2 separate regions of the Mus musculus genome follow, and region 2 is linked to region 1. The links are chromatin contacts, called in public promoter capture Hi-C maps. All regions are on one chromosome and are shown on one strand. The core of a region is the stretch at or near the end of the contact, and the rest is flanking DNA. Distances in the headings are between cores, read along the strand shown. Region 1 overlaps Kif19a (kinesin family member 19A). Region 2 has its middle 35 kb from the start of Cd300lf.

The links. Capture Hi-C pulls out chosen DNA fragments and counts their contacts.
Region 2: a contact with region 1 is called in a promoter capture Hi-C map of pancreatic islet. The contact joins two enhancer-like sites. A contact is called at or near these places in 1 of 39 promoter capture datasets (neural stem cells) and 2 of 9 other capture datasets (embryonic stem cells and pancreatic islet).

The regions. Positions count from the first base shown.
Region 1 is chr11:114,782,540-114,788,707 of GRCm38.p6, forward strand. Kif19a (kinesin family member 19A) reads left to right here. Exons shown (of 20, transcript NM_001102615.1): 9 at 440-562; 10 at 2,212-2,377; 11 at 2,896-3,070; 12 at 3,196-3,391; 13 at 3,837-4,107; 14 at 4,193-4,314; 15 at 4,961-5,094; 16 at 5,289-5,394; 17 at 5,535-5,622. Among named protein-coding and RNA genes, the nearest start is that of Btbd17, 10 kb to the right of the region's middle. Within about 2 kb of position 3,987, at least 60 of the 459 cell types and tissues checked have an H3K27ac peak or open chromatin away from gene starts, as enhancers often do. A contact at or near this core is called in pancreatic islet, where this site is marked.
Region 2 is chr11:115,095,725-115,101,892 of GRCm38.p6, forward strand. It overlaps a transcript of Rab37 not described here. Among named protein-coding and RNA genes, the nearest start is that of Cd300lf, 35 kb to the right of the region's middle. Within about 2 kb of position 3,052, at least 34 of the 459 cell types and tissues checked have an H3K27ac peak or open chromatin away from gene starts, as enhancers often do. A contact at or near this core is called in pancreatic islet, where this site is marked.

The DNA of each region.
Region 1 (6,168 bases), core at 2,737-5,236:
CTGTGGGTTCTGAAAGCTTGTATCAGCCTGCCATGAAGATTGCAGCCACAAGCCAGGGGAGTGGGGCTATATGGAAAGGACCACCATTGTATGCATGTGTTTATGTTGTATGAGCATGGGTGTGCGTGTATGTGTGTATGCACATGTGTACATACGTGTACATATGTGCCTCTGTGTGTGCATGTGTATGTGCACAAGTGTATGTGTACATGTGTGTATGTGAGTGTGCATATGTGCATGTGTGTGCATGTGTGTGTGTAGGAGCGAATGTGTGTAAACATGTGTGGGTGAGTGTGAATATGTGTGTGCGCCTGTGTGCATGCAGTGTATACATGTGTGTTTGATATACATGTGTGTGTACCCAGGGTGTGGTAAACAGTCTCAGGAAACCTCTGGGGAGGGTGTCCTCCAGCTAGCCAGCTCCCTGTCCCCCCACCAGGATTCACTAGGCGGGAACAGCCGCACTGTGATGATTGCCCACATCAGTCCAGCGAGCACTGCCTTTGAAGAGTCCCGGAACACCCTGACCTACGCCGGCCGAGCCAAGAATATTAGGACTCGGGTGAGGGCCCTTGGACTACCCCCTAGACACACCCTCCTGGACTGAGATTTGAGGTCCTGAGAGGAGCCTTGCCAGCCGCTCCACTCTTCCAGCAGTGACCTCGTTACCCAGGCCAACATCACTCCAAAGCCCTTCCCTGCACTCCCAGCCACTGCCTGCCTGCCTGGAGCCCTTGGCTCCCAAAGACTCTCTTCTGCCTCTCACTCCAGGCTCGCCTTCCTCCCTCCATTCCATCCCTCTCCTGTCCCTTCCTCTTCAGAGGATTACCCAGTCTATATGTCTAAAGCGTCTCACCACCACAGTGACAGTCAAAGGCTGCCTTACCCAGTGCCACCCTGAACCGTAACACGCTGCCCCATCTGACCTCAGAACCAGGCAGGAGTTAGAGCTCCCCTACCGTACAGTTTAGGATGATGAACGTTAAGGACATAAAATGACGTCACAGCTAGTGGAGGATAGGGCAGAGACTGCCTGGCTTTCAAGTTCATGATCAAACTATGTTCTCTGGTAAGAAAGTAAGTCTTAGCCTGTGAGGCTGTGGAGGGTAGAATGGCTAACTTTGAAATGGTTTTAGTGAGCCTTCTTTCAATATCTACAACTCCCCCAACATTGCCAGGTAGCCTCCAGGAACTTCATGGGGACAGGTCACATGATGGTGACGAGTTAGGCAGAAGCAGCTTATCCCGATATCGTAGTGAACGCTGCAGCCCAACGTTGGGAGGCAGAGGGAGAGGAATCAGAAGTTCAGGGTCATCCTTGGTTACACAATGAGTTCAAAGCTAACCTGGGCCACATGAGTCCCTATTAGTAGATTAGTTTTTAATGGATGCTAACAGTAGGAGTTGAGGCAAGCCAGAGAAAGATGAGCTGTCGGTTGTGGGCATGGGGAGACCAGGAGACTTGCCTAACTAAAACAAGACACTCATACAGAAACAGAGGCCAAGCATGGGGAAAAATCATGGGGCTAGAATGATGGTTAATGATTCAGAGTACGGCTCTTCCAGAGGACCTGAGTTCGGGTCCCAGCATCCATATTAAGCACACAACTGCCTGTGACTCCAGCTCCAGGGGATCTTACATCTTCTTTTTGTACCCACAGTCATAGGTACACAGTCCCACACAGACACATACACATAAACTAAAAATGAAAGTAAAATCAAAAGAAAGAAAGAAAAGAATATGAGTAGCAAGACCTCAATACCAGGTGAAGAAATGAGCTCCGTAGGAAATAGGGAGCCAGTGAGTAAGAGTAGAACTTTAGGGATTCAGAGCTAGCAGAGGCATGCAGATGTGACAGGAGGCTGTGGGGACGGAGGCAAGGAGACCATTGCTGTCGTTGAAAAGAACTGGCAAAGGGAAAGAATGAGAGGGGCTGGAGAGATGGCTCAGCAGTTAGGAGCACTGGCTGTTCTTCCAGAGGACCTGGGTTCAATTCCCAGCACCCACATGGCAGCTCACAACTGTCTCTAATTCCAGTTCCATGGGATCTATGGCACCAGACATGCACAGGGCATGTATGTATAACGCGTGGAAGCAAAATACTCATACAAATAAAATAAGTCCTTTTTAAAAGGGGCAGTGGAAGAGAAAGGGAGGCTGGTTCCTGGGGTGACTGTACCCCTTCACGCCTCATCCTGGGCTCCCTGTAGGTGAAGCAGAACCTGCTCAACGTCTCCTACCACATCGCTCAGTACACCAGCATCATCGCTGATCTGAGAGGCGAGATCCAGAGACTCAAGTGCAAGATCGACCAGCAGGCTGGGCGGGGTCAGGCCCGGGGCAAACTGGACAGGGGTGACATCCGCCACATCCAAGGTATGTAGAGGGGCCTGTGTCTCTGGAGGCCTGAGCTGGTCTCAGCAGCGCTCTCCAAGTGACCTTATGGGGTTATAGGACGAGGTAGCATTAACCCTGGCTCCTCTTGGCTGAGTGGCCTCTGCTAGTTATCCTGGAGCCTTCCCCTGTAAAATGGGACCACACTGTTTGCTTTGCAGAGCCGGAGATGGGGTGGGATGGTGTGAGGATATTATATAGGAGCCGCCCGACAGGCGTACCACTCACTGAGACTTGCGTGTTCACTGCGATGGTTTTCTAAAAGATGCCAGAGAAACAGGCATTCTAAAAGACGATAGGGAAAAAAAATCCTTGACACAAGGGTTCTGTGAGGGCTAGCAGAAGAGCCAGTCACTGCAGTCAGATGTGATGCGGGCGTGGGAGGAAAGGAATCTGAGAATTTGGAAGGAGAAGCACTGGTCTAGGACGAAGCTGAGGGCCAGAGCCTCAGATGGGCCTGAGCTGGTGGCCCCTCTGTCCACACCACTCTCACCCGGCAGCTGAGGTTCAGCTACACAGCGGGCAGGAAGGGCCCGCGGAGATGGGACAGCTTCGGGAGCAACTCATCAGCGCCTTCCACGAGCAGATGGATGTGCGCCGGCGCCTGCTGGAGCTGGAGAACCAGGCCATGGAAGTCCAGATTGACACCTCCCGTCACCTCCTCACCATCGCCGGGTATGCTCGCCCCTATCCCGGGACCCTTTAGACCCACCCAGGTTCAGGTTTGGCATGGAGGAGCCTGGAGCATAGAAACACAAATGAGCTGAATCTTGTGTCTCTCGTGGGGGAAATGCTGGCAGCTGGGAGCACGAGAAGTCACGAAGGGCTCTCAAGTGGCGGGAGGAGCGAAGGAAGGAGTCCTACACCAAAGAGGACAGTGAGAAGGACTCGGACACAGGCGATGAGCCAGATAACCTGGAGCCACCTGAAGTGGCATCAGCCCGTGAAAACATCGCTGCCCTGGTGGGCGAACAGAAGAAGTTGCGCAAAGAGAAGGTGTACGGGGCTTGGGGGCGGAGGGCTGGGGACGAGGAGGCAGAGGGCTGGGAAGAGGGAGACCCAGCGAGCTCAGGCCACAAATCTTGGGTGTCCAGGTCTCTACATCTCTGTGTACGTCATACTTCTCATCTCTAGAATGGGAGCAGCCGTGGTGATGTCCAAAAGGGGTCGCTAGAGACAGTTAAACTAATACTTGGCATAAAGCAAGAACTAAGAACATGGTACCAGTATAATAATAGATTTTCACCTTCTGAGTTGGAATTAGGGATGTCACAGGGCATGGTTGAGTCAAGTGGGCACAAAGGCGCCAACTACTTGCAACATCCAAAATAAGCTTAGAAGGGCTAACCTATACTTGGAGTACCAGCCAGAAGGCCTGAGACCAGGGCCTGTCTGGACCGGTGGGACTGGTCTGGTGCTGACCCGTGCCGCCCTCCCGCAGCTGGCGCTGGAGCAGCGCTGCCGAGAGCTGCGTGCGCGTGGCCGGCGCCTGGAAGAGACGCTGCCGCGCCGCATCGGCTCGGAGGAGCAGCGCGAGGTGCTCAGCCTGCTGTGCCGCGTGCACGAGCTGGAGGTGGAAAACACCGAGATGCAGTCGCACGCTCTGCTCCGCGACAGCGCTCTGCGCCACCGCCGCGAGGCTGTGCGCCGCCTGGAGCAGCACCGCAGCCTCTGCGATGAGATCATCCAGGGCCAGCGGCAGATCATCGACGGTAGGGCCCAACCGCACGGGCCTGGGACTTTGTCGTTGGGGCTGAGAGCCCAGGCCAAATTCTCATCTCCCCTTTCCCCGGACAGACTACAATCTGGAGGTTCCCCGGCACCTGGAGGAACTCTACGAAGTCTACCTTCGGGAACTGGAAGAGGGCAGCCTGGAGCGGGCCACCATCATGGACCGAGTGGCCTCCAGAGCCCTGCAGGTGGGCGTGTGAGCCGACCCAAATTCGCTGACTTGGGGAATCCTACCAGTTCAGCCAAGTTCCAAGAGGAGTTGGTCTTCCTCCTTCCCCTCCCTCCTTCTTTCTCCTTCCCTTCCCCCTCCCTCCTCCTCTCCCACCTTCCCAAGCCTAGATGAGATTCCCCCATTCCTGGGCATTACTACCTGGCCTGGCTATTTTCCCAACCTAGAGTCACAGGTCATGACTGTCATCTGTGATGTCACCAAGTGACTACTAGTCAACTAGTCTATCCCAACAGTTGTGAGGCTGAGGCAGGAGGTTAGAAAGATCAGCCACCACTGTACAACAAGATTCTATCTCAAACAATACATGGATGGATGGATGGATGGATGGATGGATGGATGGATGGATGGATGGCTTAATTCATGAATTAATTTCTAAATATCAAGGAACCGGTGGATGCTCTAAAGGACCAGGCCATTGAGCTGTGTCACTGAGGCTGCCTAATGGTCCCAGCTTGCTGGGGACCCAGAGCACAGGCCCAGTGCCCTTCACTCCCACCCCCCATCTTACAGCCCTATGGCTCTGTGTTGTTCCTGGTTCAAGGCCTAGTCTTCTGACTCTTCACTCTTGTCGTTACCCCTCTGCCTTCCCATCACACACACAGGACAGCTCCTTGCCCAAAATCACTCCAGCAGGGGCCACACTGACCCCAGACTCTGACCTGGAGAGTGTGAAGACGCTAAGTTCTGAGGCCCAGCGCCCCCAAAACAACACCCTACCCCCACTTGGCACAGACAGGTGAGGGCTTAGAGTGGGGAAGATGGAGCTAGAAGCACTTAAAGCTGTGGCATGGGTCTGCAGCCAGGATTTGTGGCTTCTCCCCCGGCCCCCCATTGGCACCAACAGGCTCTTCTCTAGGGTGGGGGTGGGTGGACTTTGGTGTGACTAGCCTGGTCGACAGCTGCCTCCTCCTGTTCCTGTGCCAACTGCAGTGAGTCCTACCATGTGTTCAAGGCCAGTCCCAGGGCCTGGCAGGTGAAGAGCTCCTCTGTGCCTACTCCGCCCCCCATCCAGGTGGGCAGCCTGGTGACCCAGGAGGTGAGCTCTGGATGCCCAGCAGTGGGTTGAATCCTTCCAAAAGGCCTAGCACCTCAAAAGGCCACATGGCCTCTGCAGACTGCAGTGCAGAGTCCCTGGTGTCTTCAAGGTCTTTCCCTTTCCAAACAACTCACCCCTAGGCCCCACCACAGGACAGCCTGGGCAGCCAGATCAACTCTTCCCCGGAGAGCAGCGAGAACCTGTCAGAGATCCTTCTGTCCCATAAAGGTGAGTGTGCCTGCCCTGCCCCCCCCCACCCCGCCTGACAACGTGTAGACTGCTCAGATGCTCCCTGGCCCTGCTGAAGGTCCCCCATTCACTGGCTTTATCAGAAGGACTAGCCACCTCTTCAGGGACACGCAGAAGATGGGGTACAATTAGAAATTAAAATGGTGATGCCTACCCCCCTCCCCACTAGATAATGCAGTAGCAAATTCTAAAATCTAATCCATCCCTGATCCCTAGACAGACAGATAGACTAAACCCACTGTCTAAAATATGTGAGGGTTTTTTGGAGGGGGTGCTAGGAATTGACCCTAGGACCTCACACACAATAGGCTGGGATTAAAGGCAGGTGCCGCCACCACCACCTGGCTCACTTTTAATCTTGTTGTTCACTTTAAGATCTAAGTTGCATGGGTTGGCAGGCCTCCTCTTCCTTTTCCTCCTCTCCCTCTTCCTCCTCCTCTCCCTCCTCCTCCCCTCCCCCCTCCTCTTCCTCTTCCACCTCCTCTCCCTCCTCCTCCTTCACCTCTACCTTCTCTTCCTCCTCCT
Region 2 (6,168 bases), core at 1,802-4,301, 310 kb after region 1:
TAAGTCTTACTTATCTCCTTTTCTTACTTGCTTTTTATGATTTTTAGTTGGCACACAAGCAAGAGGGTTTTGTTGTAACTTCTTTGTTGTGTGTCGATCATCACTCTCTCTCCTTCTCTCTACAGCCCACCCATACAGGCTTGCTTCCTAAGCTATGAAAGATCAGTTGGCTTACTGTGGCTTTTCTGGTTTGTTTTGTTTTTATGTATATGAGTAGTACACTGCCACCAGAAGAGGGCATCAGATCCCATTACAGATGGTTGTGAGCCACCATGTGGTTGCTGGGATTTGAACTCAGGACCTCTGGAAGAGCAGTCAGTGCTCTTAACCACTGAGCCATCTCTCCAGACCCCTGCTTACTGTGTTTTGAGTATGGAGGTCAGACACCATAATGCTAAGTATGGGTGTAATCTTGAGAATATGGAACAGAGTCAATAAATGGCCGTTGCTGTTAAAGCACATATCTTGGGCTTCAAAGTAACTTCAGTGGGTATCGCATTGAGTTACCACCTAAAATGATGCTTTGTGAGAAAGCAGTAGTTCCAGACCCTGAAACTCAGACACATATGCACACGCACATGCACACTCATGCACACGCACGCACACGCACACACATACATAGACACTCCCACAGGAACAGCTCACATGAACCACCCGTGGAGAAAGTATGACTTCAGTGCCAACATCCAGCCCTAGCTTCCCAGTGGAAATGTCTCCCTTCTCAGGGATGGGAGGCATGAGATGTGTGCTGAACCCCATGAAGGTCAAGGTTCACTTCTGGGACTGAGGTTTTTCACTTGAGCTTCAGCCAGTCCTGACACTGGGAGCCTGGACCAGAGGAGCACAAGTCACTCTTGAGAGACACACAGAGTGGGGACCTGGTGCTGGGAACTTGGGGAGACACTCAGTTCATCAGTCAAACGCTTAGAGCTTTTAAATAGAGTTTCTATTGTTCTCACAAATCTGAATATTTGATGCAACTAAATAATTTAAAGCGTATGGACAACCATGCCGCACTCTTCTCAGAGAACTCTCCATCCTGTCTTGCAACCAGGTCGCTGTCTAGAGCCCTGCAGGGCCACAACAGCAGGGAGGGGCTCAGAAGCAGCTCCTGACTTGGAGCCTTGCAGTTCCTGGCCTGACCTTGAGTTCTAGGCACAAAGGGTGGAGCTTTGGGCCCAGACAAGGCAGGACATGGGGACTTCAGTTCCTGCTTACTCGAGCTAAGCTTGTCCCAAGAGGGTCAAGCAATTAATTACTAAGCTGAAATGAGCCTCCTCCCTGCATCTCAGAAAAACAAGGAGGGGAGAAAGACATGGTTGCTCATTCATTTGTCCCAGGCTCCTCGGTCTTTGTTGAATGATATTAGCAGAGAAAGAAGAGCAGAGCGTCTGAGGCTGCTCTGGTACCTCCTCTAGTGTGTGGCATAGAGGGGAGGGAGGAGCTCTCGGCCACACCCTGTCCTCTCTGGCACTTCCATCTGTCATAGCTCTTGCTTTGTGATGTTTCCATCCCATGGTAACCCACACACCAATCTATTCGTTCATCAAACATATATTAAGCATTCCAAACTGTAAGGCTCTACACTTGGGGCTCGACAGAGCACATGCCATGCAGGCATGAGGGCCTAAGTTTGATCCTAGTATCTGTATACAACCCAGACATAGCAGGGCGGGCCTGTAGTCTCAGTGCTGGGGGATCCTTGGGGTTTACTGGCCACAGTAGCTAGCTAGCAGTGAGCTCCAGGTTCGACAACACAGCATGATACATGAAAGAGGAAGACTCTCAAGATCAGACCCTGGCAAGCACACACTCATCACTAATACACACATTCACACACACATACTCATCACTAACACTCATACACACTCATCACTAACACACACTCACACACATACTCATCACTAACACACACTCACACACTCATCACTAACACATTCTCACACTCATCAATAGCACACACACTCATCACTAACACACACCCACACCCACTCATCACCAACACATTCTCACACTCATCACTAACAGTCATCACTAACATTCTCACACTTATCACTAACATGTTCTCACACTCATCACCAACACATTCTCACACTCATCACTAACACTCACATTTATCACTAACACATTCTCATACTCATCACTAACATACCCATCACTAACACGTTCTCACAGTCATCACTAACACATACACTCACACACTCATCACTAACACACACTCATCACTAACACACACTCTCATACACACATCACTAACATACTCACACACGTACAATTTGCTTTAAGATTACATCTGTTGTCTCAAATGCCTTAATAAAGGCTCAGGAGCTGGAGTGGGATAGCCCAGGAAGAAATGACCACTTCCAACACGATTTTGAAATGTCCCCTCTCACTTAGCCTCTGACTAAAGTTAACATCTAAAACTGGGTGTCACAGTTGCACACCTGTAAGGCTAGCACTTGGACGGCTGGGACAGAGGGATCTTTAATCCAAGGCCAACCTGGGCTACATATTGAGACTCTGGCTCAAACAAACAAGTCACTATCTAAAACAGACAGAATCCCAAACACCAGCCAGCCTTCCCCCTCCACTGAGCTGTCACCCACAGGTCTCAGAGAAGGCTGCATAAAGCAGGATTGTTCATGAGAGGACCCACCCCCACTCCAAGTTACTAGGCAAAGACAGACCAGTGGAAGACTGTACCCAGTATTCTGTCTTCCTCTACAAATCCTTTATCCCTCAAAGACATCTTTGTCAATTAAAACAATGTAAATGGAACATAGTGTTATGGCCAAAAGACCCAAATCCACAAGAAAACGCTGCTCTGTGTGTGGACAGATACCATTTTTAAGCGGAGGGAACAGCTCCAATTCTTGCCAGATTTTCAACCCCAACTCAAGAAGCAGCCAGAAAGCCAAGGAGAGCAGGCTGCTGGCTGTATGGTGTTCCCATTTGCTCGCTTTCCTCTCGCGGGCGCTCAGAAGGCTCTGGATAAATAAAGGAAGTGCAGGCTACATCACTGGCAATCTGGAGCCATCTGGGTCTCCCCAGGGCTGAGGAGCTGGCCCTGCCCAGTTCCCAGAGCAGGCAGCTGGCGTGGGGAGAGGCGCTGACTTGTTCCTTGGGATAATTTTAACAGGAAATGATGCTGACCTGATCCAGCGCTAGTGACTTTCCCAGTGCCCCCAACATCCTCGGACAACCCTTCCCCTTTAATTCCCATCCCCATTAATTCCCAAAACCCCCCTTTAATTTTAGGACTCTGGGGTATTTTCTGAGTAAATATTGGAGCTTCACCAGCTTGGGGTGCTGTTTTCTCTTGTGAGCTGGTCTGAGGAAAAGGTAATGCTGATGTACATATATTTGTGCGTGTGTGCATGCCTGTACGTATGGATTTGTGTGCATGTCTGTAGGTATGGATTTGTGTGCACATGGTATAGGTGTATATGTATGTGTGTGCATGGTGATTTCTACTCCCAGAACCCAGTGGGACTCTGACTTTTTCCACATAAGACCCTGGGGACTCCAAATTAAAGGGAAGCCACTCAGGAGAGGACAATGAGAAGCATTTGGAAAGTCACAGCCATGCTACATCCCACTGAGCTGGATGTAAACAGAGGTGAATGCCAGGCTGGGCAAGTGTCGAGCACGATACTTACAGCGGCACTAAATTTATCCCAAAGCGCTGTTTGTTTCCTTCCTCACCGGCCTCAAGCAAGACACAAGTCCCCAGGGATGCAAGGTGACTGTAACATCACGGCTCCCTTGTTGAGTTGTGGGGTGCTGAGGGACACTGTTTCCTAGCAGAGTCCAGCACGGGCCCTCCTCCCATCTACCAACCGGAAGAGATCTTCTAGCCCAAGTGAGAGAGCTGCAAGCCAGTAGCAAACAACAGGTCTGGAGCCTTCACCTCTCAGTGACCCCAGCAATCAGCCCCAGACCTCGGCCTGCGCCTGGAGACACACATGGTACAATTCAAATCAGCCAGCTGTTGAGACCGAACTCTCCCGGTCAACAGTTCCTACTTCCCTGAAACCAAAGCCCACGCCCTCCTCCTTACGTGAATGTCCAGTTCTCGGTTGATGGATTGACGTAGGATAAGAAGGGTGTTGTTTAACAATCTGGGCTTCACCAAATACCACTGGTGTGCTTTCAGGTATCTGAAGCCACATCACCAGGTATGCATGAGAGCTTGCACATGTGTATACACACATACTCACACACACTCACACACACACATACATAAACACACACAAACACACATATGTCTCTCCTGAGTAGCTTCCCTTTAATTTGGAGTCCCCAGGGTCTTTTGTGGAAAAAGTCAGAGGCCCACTGGGCTCTGGGAGTGGAACTCACCATGCACACACATACACATATGCCTTGTGCACACAAATCCATACCTACAGACAGGCACAAACACATATACACAAAAATACATACATATACACCACCTCTCTCTAAGTGATAATAATAAGCATTTTCTCTGCATTATCTGGTTTTGTTTTGAGTCTGAGGATTTTTTTTTGTTGTTGTTGTTGTTTCAGAGACAGGGTCTCCCAAGGTAGCCCTAGGTGGTCTTCACTATCCTCCTGCCTCAGCTTCTCAAGAGCTGTGGTGACAGGTGTATGGCTGCCGCACACCCAACTCTTGTGGGCCTTTCAACAGTAAACCTTTCGCTTCCTCTTCTTCCTTGCCTCTCTGTTTAAATCTTGCCCCCATGCCATGCCCTAGTGAGTCTTGGGTTTTAAAACAAGCAGAAAAGTTCCAGGGGACAATCAGGACTCGTGGACCCTGCCTCTCCGGGGGACCCCTACACTCACACTGAGAAATCAAAACAGGGAATGAAACTGGACTGCAAATTGATTACCAGTGAAGCAAGGCCCGGGGAATTCTTCCTCTTTTGAGGCAGACACAGACCTTCATCCCTGTGTTCTTCCTTCTTCCCTAGGATCCACTCTAATAGTCTGCTCACTTCTGAACTGTGAAGTGTTGAAATCATGTCTTCACCGTAGTCTAGAGGGACCTAGCAGAACTCATAATTATTAATACAGTTGATTTTTAAAATACATGGTTCCTGTAAAGCAGTTTACAGTTCACAACCTCTTTCTTTAAATATATGCTATGACACTCTCCTACCACACGCCTTGGGAGGAACTGTCATCATTAATTCTGTATTATAGCTGGGAAAATGGAAACCAGATGGGAAAAAAAAAACATTTATGTGCCGAAGGGCACAGCTGGAATTGTGGAAACTCTAATAATTACGGCAGACACGTACAGGGCAGGCCCTTCGACAGAGTGGGGACCGCTCCAAGCATTTACATCTGAGCTCATAAAGTGGACAGTCGCCCTACTTGGTCTCATTTTACAGACATTAAGATGGCTAAGTTTATATACACCCAAGAGTGGAGTGCGGAGGGACAGAGTTGAGAAGGGACAGGAGCTTTGACAAGAAGGTCACCTGCTTGTCACTGAGATTACAGATGTGTGCTACTGTGCTCGGATTCACTTGAGTTCTGGGGATTTGAACTCAGGTTTAGGCAAGCTCTCTGCATGCTGAGCCACCTCCACGGCCCCCATAGAATCAGCTTTGCTCTGTCTCTCCGGGCAGGTTTTACCCAGACTCTCATGACCCTGTATTGCTCTAGATGCCAGGCCATATTATAATTAAGAGGCCATCTGCTGAGGGAAAGGGGGCTTGCAGGATTCAGCCTGATGAGGTGTTGACACTCTCTCCCCTCTATGAGGCTCTACAGCCCCTGGGACCCCTTTATCCTCTTCCTCACCTGACCTCTGCCTCTGTGTGTGTGCATGGACGGCAGTCCAGTCTTTCCACGTTTACATTTCCCATCATCCTCTGAGGAACCACTTGACTGAGAGCTGGAGATTGCCCTGGATATGACCTGGTTGCCAGAGTGGGGAGCGGGAGGGATGCTTCCTCTCAGGGTCTGCTGTCTATCCGTCATGCCCAGACTTGTCATTTCACTTTCCTGCCTCTATTCCAGCCAGGGCCAATGCAAGGCCCTAGGGATTCAGGGCTTGAGAACCACGAAAGACACAAAGCAGCAATAGCAAGGCCCTTTCCTTACATCCACTATGACCCTCACTCTGGATGCACCACCCGGAATAGTTACCGTTTCTGGTTGGGGATTTTGAAACAAAGTT